Regions from separate parts of the Triticum aestivum genome. Here region 1 is linked to region 2. A link is a contact called in public Hi-C data. All regions are on one chromosome and are shown on one strand. The core of a region is the stretch at or near the end of the contact, and the rest is flanking DNA. Distances in the headings are between cores, read along the strand shown. Region 1 holds the start of LOC123187403 (nicotianamine synthase 9). Region 2 has its middle 36 kb from the start of LOC123187403.

The links. Hi-C and Micro-C count contacts between places; a contact is called where the count stands out from the background.
Region 1: a contact with region 2 is called in a Hi-C map of leaf, with 2.6 times the contacts expected there. The contact joins the promoter of LOC123187403 here to the enhancer-like site in region 2. A contact is called at or near these places in 3 of 5 Hi-C or Micro-C datasets (all in leaf).

Annotation. Positions count from the first base shown.
Region 1 is chr2A:53,936,731-53,942,317 of IWGSC CS RefSeq v2.1, forward strand. It overlaps LOC123187403 (nicotianamine synthase 9), which reads left to right and starts at 2,444. Exons shown (of 1, transcript XM_044599259.1): 1 at 2,444-4,078. The coding sequence starts at 2,583. The coding sequence ends at 3,605.
Region 2 is chr2A:53,900,113-53,905,313 of IWGSC CS RefSeq v2.1, forward strand. No RefSeq gene overlaps it. Among protein-coding and RNA genes, the nearest start is that of LOC123187403, 36 kb to the right of the region's middle. Within about 2 kb of position 2,804, at least 3 of the 8 cell types and tissues checked have an H3K27ac peak or open chromatin away from gene starts, as enhancers often do. A contact at or near this core is called in leaf, where this site is marked.

The sequences.
Region 1 (5,587 bases), core at 1,194-3,693, 36 kb after region 2:
CAGCACTCTCCCCTCTCGTTGCTATGCATCACCATGATCTTGCATATGCGTATGATTTTTTTTGAAATTACTACGTTCCCCAACAAACTTCATCGAGGCTTTCTTCAAGTCATGTTGGGATATCATCAAAGTGGACATCATTGCGGCAATTCCACATATGGCATCTCTTTGTGGGGACTGTGCGGGTCTGATAAACTCCGCCAATATTATCATGTTGTCCAAGAAGGTTGACGCCACTTGCATTTATGACTACCGATCCACCAGATTGATTCAGAGCCTTTCAAACATCCTCTCGAAGTTTCTGGCTAACAAACTTGCATCCATCCTCAATGACATCGTTGCTAGAAGCCATAGTGTCTTCATTAAAATAGATGCGTCCATGATAACTTCCTCTTCGTGGAGAACCTCATCAAGGAACTTCACCAAACCAAAACTATGAGTATGTTCCTCAAGCTTGACATTTCAAAGGATTTTAATTCGGCGAACTAGACTGTCATCTCGTGGTTATGGATAACATCGGTTCGGTCAGCAATGGCATGATTGGATCTATTTGTCGCTCAACTCTTGGACATCTCCAGTGCTCCTCAATGGCAGCCCAGGGCCTCCCTTTGCATGTACGTAGGAGGGGTATTACGCAGGGGGACTACCCCCTCTCACCAATGCTCTTCATCTTGGCCATTGACCCAATACACCACCTCCTACACCTAGCGGCAGAGTCGAGCGTGCTTCTGTCGGTCAGGGCCAGAGCTATCCAATGTAGAATATCCTTGTATGTTGATGATGTTGGGATCTTTGCCAATCCTATCAAAGAAGAGTTAATTCTGACCAATTCCATCCCCGACTACTTCGTTAATGCCAACATCCTAGTCACAAACCTTCTGAAGACCGAGGTCTTCCCCATCCGTTTGTGAGGGCATTGACATGCACGACATTCTCACTGTTTTCCCCGCTAGGATTGGAAACCTTCTCGTGCCGCTATTTGGGCCCCCTCTATATTAGCGACGCCTTCGCAAAAGGTTCACCTCCAGTCGCTCAGTGACAAGATTCACTGTTGAAAATACATCGTGAGAGCTGAGAGGGTCTCTCTTGCAAAGATGGTCCTAACCGCTATGGCCATTTTTCACATGCCATACATGTCGTTGCCTAAGTGGGTGAGTGCCAAGGTGAACCGGATTACACATGACTTCGTGTGGTATGGTGGCAATAGTGAGACCGCTGGCGGTGGGCACTCGTTGGTCAACTGGAAGACAGTCTGTCGGGCCAAAGTGGTTGGCGACCTTGGCATTATAGACCTCGAGAGATTTGGAATGGCCCTTGGGCTGAGGTGGCCCTAGCTGCACTGGATGGACCCGGGGCCTTGCGATGTGATGAATATGGCGCCTTTCATGGCATCCACAACTGGCACGACAACTGGACTCGTGTTGGAGCCCTGTATCTGCGATGCCCGGAGCTTTTCGCCATTGCATTTTGAAAAAAAAAACAAGACGGTGCACAACGAGCTTTTGAATGATATCTGGATTCATTCGGTGGCTAGATCAAGCGGACCTGAGCAGGTATGAGAGTTCATTTAAAAATAATATAGATCTTGCATTTAGCCATTTGCACGAGAATGTGTTTTGCCGCTTTTGACTCCTACTTTGCCGGAAGATACAAACACCACACACCACACACAAGATGCGACTTCGCTTTCTTTCCTGCCGCCGGGTGCCCGGGTGAATTCGAAGCTGATACGATGGTATTTGGATGCTCTCGCGCCTTTCTTGACCGTTGGATACTCGTAAAAATTAAGCTAGCTACTTGTGATGACACATACTCCCTTCATTCCTAAATATAATGTCTGCTTAGAGATTCCAATATGAATTACTCCCTCTATTTTTAAATATAACTTTTTTTTAGATATTTCAATGTAGACTATATATGGAGCAAAATGAATGAATTTACACTCTAAACTATGGCTATATACACCCGTATATAGTTTATATTAAAATCTTTAAAAAGACTTATACTTACCTACGAAGCAAAATGAGTGAATCTACACTCTAAAATATGTCTATATACATCCGTATGTAGTTTACATTAAATTCTTTAAAAAGACTTATACTTATCTACAAAGCAAAATGAGTGAATCTACACTCTAAAATATGTCTACGTACATCCGTATGTAGTCTATATTAAAATCTTATAAAAGACTTATATTTATGAACGGAGTAGGTGGTTGTTGGTCAGAGCAGCCAGAAAACGTTGATGTGTAAACTCCCAAATAATCAGCTGGGAAGTACATAAATACACAACCGTTACCCGCAGAACCAACGGCTCTGGATGAAGCAGCTGTGGGGCCCCACGGCTGCTCATCATCAGCCGAGCAACACGCGCCCCTAGCCACTGCCACGCGGGCCCCAGCACGCTCTCGACTCCTCCGTGTGCTATATAAACACCCATCGCTCACTCCACAGCAGATCGTGCCCCTCGCCTCCATCACTCACTCTCACAGCCCCCCAGCTAGCTAGTGCCCTCTGCATCTCGTGCTCGGAGAACTTAGATCAGCACAGAGCGAGGGTCGATTAGCAGCTGATCGGCAGATCATGGGCGTGGAGGGCTGCTGCAACAAGAAGGTGATGGAGGAGGAGGCCCTGGTGAAGAAGATCACCGGCCTCGCCGCGGCCATCGGCGAGCTGCCCTCGCTGAGCCCCTCGCCGGCGGTGAACGCGCTCTTCACCGAGCTGGTGACGTCCTGCATCCCGGCGAGCACCGTCGACGTCGACGCGCTGGGCCCGGAGGCGCAGGAGATGCGCGCCCGCCTCATCCGCCTCTGCGCCGACGCCGAGGGCCACCTGGAGGCGCACTACTCCGACCTCCTCGCCGCGCACGACAACCCGCTCGACCACCTCACCCTCTTCCCCTACTTCAACAACTACATCAAGCTCAGCCAGCTGGAGCACGGCCTCCTCGCCCGCCACGTCCCGGGCCCGGCCCCGGCCCGCGTCGCCTTCCTCGGCTCCGGCCCGCTGCCGCTCAGCTCCCTCGTGCTCGCCGCGCGCCACCTGCCCGACGCCTCCTTCGACAACTACGACATCTCCGGCGAGGCCAACGAGCGCGCCAGCCGGCTGGTCCGCAACGACGCCGACGCCGGCGCGCGCATGGCGTTCCGCACGGCAGACGTGGCCGACGTGACGACCGAGCTGGCGGGCTACGACGTGGTGTTCCTGGCGGCGCTGGTGGGCATGGCGGCCGAGGAGAAGGCGCGCCTGGTGGAGCACCTCGGGAGGCACATGGCCCCCGGCGCGGCGCTCGTGGTGCGGAGCGCGCACGGCGCGCGCGGGTTCCTGTACCCGGTGGTGGACCCCGAGGAGATCCGGCGAGGCGGGTTCGAGGTGCTCACCGTGCACCACCCGGAGGACGAGGTGATCAACTCCGTCATCATCGCGCGCAAGGCGGCGGCGCCAGCAGCCGTCGCCGCCGACGGCGACGTGCCGGTGAACAACGGCGGCATGCCGGCCCAGTGCGCGGTGGCGGTGAGCAGACCGTGCCTGGGCTGCGCCTGCGAGCTGGGGACGAGGGCGCACCAGAAGATGAAGGAGATGGCCATGGAGGAGATGGAGGCGTAGGCCGGCCGGCACTCCGGCAGACACCGTCACCGTCATCGCCCAGAGCACGGTGATGCATGAACTCACCCACCGATTAATATTTGCCCGATTAATCACCGACCGATACATACATGCATGGTAATAATTGGTTTGTCCTCATGCATGGATGGATGGACGTGGCTACTTATTTACCATAATTATTAATCCTTGCCTGCGTATGGCTGGCTGGATTATTTATTTTCTACCGTAATCGTGCCGTGTTTGTTTTAGCAATCGTCTGACAGCTGCTATATGCCTCCGGGTTTAACATAGAGGAGGGGGATGATATGTGTCGTGTTGTGGTGTGGTGAGATCGAGTCGAGTCGAGTTGCCTGCCTGCTAGCTGTTGTTGTAATAAGTGTTTTTGACACTCTATATGACTCAAGTGATCCATCATCACCAAGAAGCAGTGTAACACCGTACCGATGCTTTCCTAATTGATTCCCTTGTTTCAACGACTTGTCTTCATTTCTTCTTCTTTTTTAAGAAAATAATCATCTCGATTTGCCCTCCGATTTACCCGATCGTTGCAGTTAATCAGCAAATATATATGGGTGCTGGCAAAGTGCAAGCTCATATAGTACGGTCAACTGCCAGCAGCGGTTGCCAAATGATTGGAGTGCGGGATTTTTTTTCTCTGGTGCCGAAACGACCGTGCTGCTCGATTTGTGTGCCAGCCATTTTAATGAATGGAACTTGCTTTTTTTTTGCTACTTGTGTGATCTACCAGGCTGCTCGGTGTCCAGTTTCTGTTTTCACCTGCAGAACAAAAAGGCCGCTTTTGGGCCATTAGATCCTTGTTGCTCCAAGTAGACCATTTAGGGTCCAATTGGCCCAAAAAACGAACAGCCCAATGACAAAGAGGAGCAATGCTGTAGGGATGCAATATGTGATTTTTTTAATTTTTTTTGCAATGAAATATGTGAATGTTTGATATGGAGAGAACAAAAACTAGACGGGTGCACGACTGCTGGGAAAAGCGAGAATGCAGAGGAAAGGTGTTGAGGTTTGTCACCACTCCATGCACTCGTTGCTCTATAGGACGCGCGGGTATTTGGCTAGTTTCCACCGGCGGGATCGAAAAGACTCCTCTCAAAAAAGAAAAGAAAAACATAAAGAAAGCCGGTTAGTACTACTTCTACTACAGGTCGGTATCAGTTTTTTTTCTCATGCAGAAGAAACATGGCACTTTGGGGCGAAATACCCCTTGGAACATGGCGGTAGGTGCACCTGACACCTAAATTACTATTTAAAAAATTCCGAAAAAAATCAGAACTTTCCGAAACTTTTTGGGAACAAACTTGAGTTATCATTACAGTCATACAAAATTTTTTATCAACGAAATCTTCTCCAACGAAATTCTCGCAAAAAAAAACAAGACTTATAGTGTGAATAGTAGCTCTTATGTAGTGACGAATTTGTTTTTTTCTGCCCATAACAACATGAAAGGCATTTCTTCGCAAAAGATTTTATACGAGTGCAACAATAAATTACTATGTCTTCTAGGCATAGTCGGTCCCATAGGTATGAAACCCATTTGAGCGAGAATAGTACTAGGATGGGTGACCTCCTAGGAAGTCCTCGTGAAAGGGTTTCATATCTAAGGGTTGTGATAGGCTTGGCGAGCCAACGTAAAAACTAGCCAGTCTTTTGGGTATGAAACCCATTTGGGCGAGAGTAGTACTAGGATGGGTGACCTCCTGGGAAGTCCTCGTGAAAGGGTTTCATATCTAGCCTACCCCAACTTGTTTGGGATAAAAGGTTTCGTAATACTAATACTAACAATAAATTACTATGTTCTTTGTACTACCTTGACAGTTGATGAATAGATCAGGACAATAAATCTTAAGTTCATAACCAGCTTCAAATGATTTTTTGTATAAAAAATAAAAATTGATACCATGAATACTTTTTTTCTGCTAATATAACAGAAAAAGATGAACATTTTAGAGGTGCCTTGAAAA
Region 2 (5,201 bases), core at 1,554-4,053:
ATATTTCGGAGCAGGAAGAACACATAAATATGCCAAAGATATCTTATCTATCTTTGGAATATTTATGTGTTCTTCTTGCTCTGAATTCCATGCAAAAATAAATAAAAAATCTAAAACCTGTGAAAAGAGTTACAAGCAGAAACTTTTTACGAGCTAGACAGCTCGAAGCTATAGGGTGCTCCGATCGAATCGGTAGCAACCTGCCTACAGTACGGAGCAATAGTATTTTTTGTAAAGGAAGTGTCTATACGTAACATGCCATGGTGCCACCAACCCTAGGGCGGGCTACCTAGCTGGATCTCTTCTCGATGAATGACGACACTGTGAACTCATAAGGTGCAAAGGGCCTGCTGGGGCTACCTGGCATCATGGAAGCATACATGCATAGTTGCCAATGGCATTTTGGAAGATATAACAAGGTTCGGCTATGAGTTGTAGCAGCCACTGAGACACTGACAATGTGGAACTATTTTTATGAGGCCCACCTGTTAGTCGGAAATAAGATCGAACCGGCGCGTTTTTGTTACCGGTACTTTTAAATAGTTGCGTGAGATCCACGAATTCATATCTGGCAGTACTTTTGTCGTAAGTAAAGAGTGTCCCACACGATACCGCCAATAATCCCTTCCGTGTATAGTTGTCCAACATGTGCATCCGATGTATTATATAGTGCATAACACAAAAGTCGGCACACAAAACTAGGTCATCGATGTGTTGTATGATCCGATGCATTGTATTATCATTTATAAAATCTCTTGTTATATTATCATCCATAGAAGTCAACGTCGAACTATTCTCATGCAACCTGCCTGTCATTTGATATTTTCTTTAGACGGTTATCAAAAAACAAGTTGTATGATTTGATGACCTAGTTTTGGAGTACTACATTCAATCGTATTGTATAGTGCGTAATATATAGGCGGAAACCAGTAAAACAAGGACCCAGCCCTTTCGGGGTGGGGGCTTCTGCAAAAATGGCTCAAGCTTAATTCACCCCACCAAAATAGCGATGGGAAAAAGCCCCTAAAAACTACTCCCTCTTATTCAAAGCTGCGACACTTTTTTCCGATCAGAGGGAGTACATTGTTGTTCTTTACAGGTTTGCCCTTTTGTCGTGTGAGCTTATTGCCTTATCTACCTATTCAAAGTCTATAATGCCACTGTACTGGAATAGATGACGAACTTGTGTCAGGTTGTCAAATATGAGACATTATACTACAAATGCCTTCAGATTCTTATTCATATTTCACCGTAAAGTTGCTTATTCAATTTTAATTGTAGGTTTGGAGCCTGCCACATCTTGCTGATCTTTTTAATAAGAGAGCTTCATTGAGACAAGGGACAGACCCAGTTGAGCATATATCCATATCGACACTAAATGTACTATATTTTGCTTTAGCTCAAGTCTACCCATCAAAACTTGGTAGAATAATGAGATTCCACCTTTTTTGTTTACTCTTTGACAAATCATTCTGTCAAAAAAAATTTGGTGAAGGTTTTCTTGCCCATAATTCGATATACAGCAATGTTGACAGTAAAATATGAACTGGGGTAGATAAATTGAAAAATGCATGTTAAGCACCAATCCAACACAAGGTCCAAACTTGCGATGATAACCAATGACCATTTAGCATATGCGAGGTCTTGCACTAGGGCATCGAGATATATATAAGAAAAGAGTATAAGCTGGAGCAATAAACTTTGTAAAAGCAGGGGCAATGGGGCACGCACGTATCCTTTGCTAGACATCAGAGGTCAGAGAACGAGCTTTATATATTCCAGTGTGAACAGGAGAGATATTCTCTCTTTCCAGTCACTAATCTCTTTAGACGACTTTGAAAGTAGCACGCATGCATAGCCCCAATACGGGCCCTTAAACGACATGCAAAAGTTTAGACCGAGCTGTCTGGATGCACTTTGTCATCCAATGCAAATATGTACTCCATCCGTTTTAAATTACTCGTTGTAGAAATGGATGTATCTAGATGTATTTTAGTTCTAGATACATTCATTTCTACGACGAGTAATTTAGAACGGAGGGAGTATTTGTTTGCAGACACGTCCATTTGTTTGTTTCCTCGCAAACCAAAAGCAAACTTGGTGTGAGCCCAGATATACACATGACGGACCAGAAATCTCTCCCTGCTAGCTAGCTGAAATGGTGGAAGGTGTACTAGCTAGCTAGCTCAAATGGTGGAAAGGAGACTTGTGTGAGATCTCACATTGGGTGAGATTAATTTTTGCTCCCGTCACAGTCAGTCTCGTTGATTAAATTTATGATTAAATTTAGATCTTGAAAAACGTGGACGCACTACATTGTGGTATGAAGGGGGTATAGGGTTGGATAGCTGAATCTCATATCGTGTTCGTAGATCACGTCCGGACATAGTCCATGGACAAAAGGTGTTTACGTTTTTGGGATAGCGTTGGAGATGCCTTTACCCTTAATACTTTGGTTGCGTACGTGAACAAAACCGAACAAAAAGGCGGAAATTCCCAAAGGCTCAGATAAGATAAGACTGTGCAGAGGTAAATCGATCCGTATCGATAGGACGAAGACAAGACAAGGCCGTAATTTTGGAGCCCATCGAATTGGACGAACAGATTCTAGGTTTTGGCACGGATGGATCGAGCATCGGGGAGGTTTCGTCTCCCTTGTTACCACCACCTATGCAGAAGAATCAACAAGTGCCCGTGCGGATCACTCCTAAATCTTAATCTTTGTGTGTCGGGTTGGCCACGCATCCGTATCCATCCCACACGTACGCGCCCACCGTCGCTGTCGCGGCGAAGGTGCGTGTGCGTGTGGTGCGCGTGCCCGCGCGTGCCCACCACGCACGGATTCGCCACGTCGAGCCTCGCACGCCACATGCGCGCGCACAAGTCAGCTGGGGAGAATCGCATCGAGGCGATCCGGACGGGAGCGGCGGGGAGGGAGGGAGAACACTTTGCATGGAGGTGTTGCCTTGCACGCCAGAGCTAGCGAGCTGCAGCTACTGGTCGCCGGCCGATCGGTCGTTCTGAATGTTCCTATTCCTGCATGCTGATATTTTCTTCGGTTAATTTGTTCTTTTGTCTGAAACCTGGTTAATTTGTTGTGTGCACGTCTTGATCTCTCTCGCTAGCTAGGCAGCTAGCCGTACCTGCAACTCTTTACTGTTGTGTGTTCGTGTGTGCAACACACTCTCGTTTCCGCCAGGAGTCTCCGCGCCCACGCCGGATCGAATCTTAGCGTCGGCGACGGCGACCGCCGCCTCCATTCCATGGCCGGCGACGCCGATGATGGCGGCTGCCACGTCAGCCAAACCACGGGGAGCTAGAATTGACGGAGAAAACGTGAGATGTGACAGTTTTTTAGCTGCTATAAACACCACGTTTTCCTAGTCCTGTGTTAAAAGGCTAAAATGTTCGGGTTGCCGCACAAATGACCCCCTCCCCCCCCCTAAAAAAAAATATCAGCCAAGGCTGCTTTTCATGCCCTCCCCTAATCCTAGGTCTCTAGAGCAAACTTTCCGCTCCAAACTTCACCAGTGAGCCCGTGGATTCGCCTCTCCCCTGCTTGCCGTTCCGGTGGCCGACAACGAGGAGGAGAATTTCGGTGCCTCCGCTCTGGTTAATAGTTTAGATTAGGGTTTTTTAGTCTTAGCAGGTGCGACGCTCAAGCAGATGGCAACGCTTCTCATCGAGTTTGTCTTCTGAGCTTCGATTCTCCTCGAATTCGTCTGTTTGAACATAGTTGACGGAGCTCCAGTATAGATTCCCGCCATCTTTCTGGGCGGTGAGATTAGAGTTTCTCGTCATGTGGTGAGATCTGATGTCGAGTGCTTCAGATCTATGCGAGGGTTCAACGGTGACGGCTGCAGCTCCAAGGCACTAGTCCTTAAGGGCATGTGCACGAGGACTTCATGCCTATCATCGACAAGATCAAGTCTAACTCTGCTAGAGGGAAGCCATGGCAGTGGCACATCAGTGGCTTGTCCTAATAGCAGTAGTGGTTGCTCGGTGGTCTTGAAATTTTGATGTAATTTTATTATGTTTAAGATATCTTGTACTGAACTTATATTTCCAAAAAAACAAAGTCGGACAAGAGTTGGGGGCGCAGTAGTCAAACGGCTCAAAAAGGGCTCATCCCTCTTGTCGAATACAAGACGAATTTCATTACATTTACATCAACTAAGCGGTGCTAGTCCGGCCCTGAAAGACTTTCTGTCTGTCATCGACAAGATCAAGCCGACTCCAGTAGAGGGGAGCCGTGACAGCGGCACATCAGTGGCTCGTCCTGATGGCAGTAGTGGTTGTTCGATGGTCTCGAAATCTCGATGTAATTTTATTATGTTCGAGACGTTTTATACTGAACTTATATTTTCAAAAAAGAAAAAAAGGTCGGACAAGAGTTGGTGGCGCAGTAGTCAAACGGCTCAAAATGGACTCATCCCTCTTTTCGAATACAAGAGCTAAAGGCGTGATTGTGTGCTGCACCGGGCGGGCACGTATGGTGTGATTGATGTATCTACGTATGTCTACGGTATCGAACAAAGCTCGCAGCGGCGGCGCATCCGTCATTATTGTTGTCGAGTTGTACTGCCTGCTAGCCTGAGCATCTTGGCCGTTTGTAGTACAATTCTACTTGGTAGTAGTTGGCAGTTGGAACTTTGGAAGTTGGCTCCCGGGAACCACATGCCAGATATATACGGTTTTGATGAGGCATCTTGCATGCACCACCAAATAATATTACACTAGCTGCGTGCATATATGCGGCGGAAATATCCAGCGAAACGTACTACTCACGGTATATTGAGCTATTGACGCATGTGATGAGAGTAACCTCACAAAGTTTGGTAATTCCTTTCGGCTCCCGGTGCACATTATCCACTAGTTAGATTATTTTAAACAGTGTGTTTACAATAGTTTCGTCACACAACTAAACAAAATCGTATACTCCCTCATGTATGGAGAAAAGAGTTAATTGCATCTTTACCTCATAATTTGACATTTTTTACACTAGTAGCCCATTTAACAGTTTTTCATCTGAATTGCTTTCGCTAAGGTTTTGTCAGTTTTTACCCCCTTAGTTTTTAGAGTGGTCTATTTGGTGGGTCTAGGCCACCAAGAACACATTGCCTGTCATGTTGTGTTTTTTTCTCACACCTAGAACGGTTGAAAAGAGTCATGCCCCTTTTTCGTAAGGCCGTCGTGTGTAC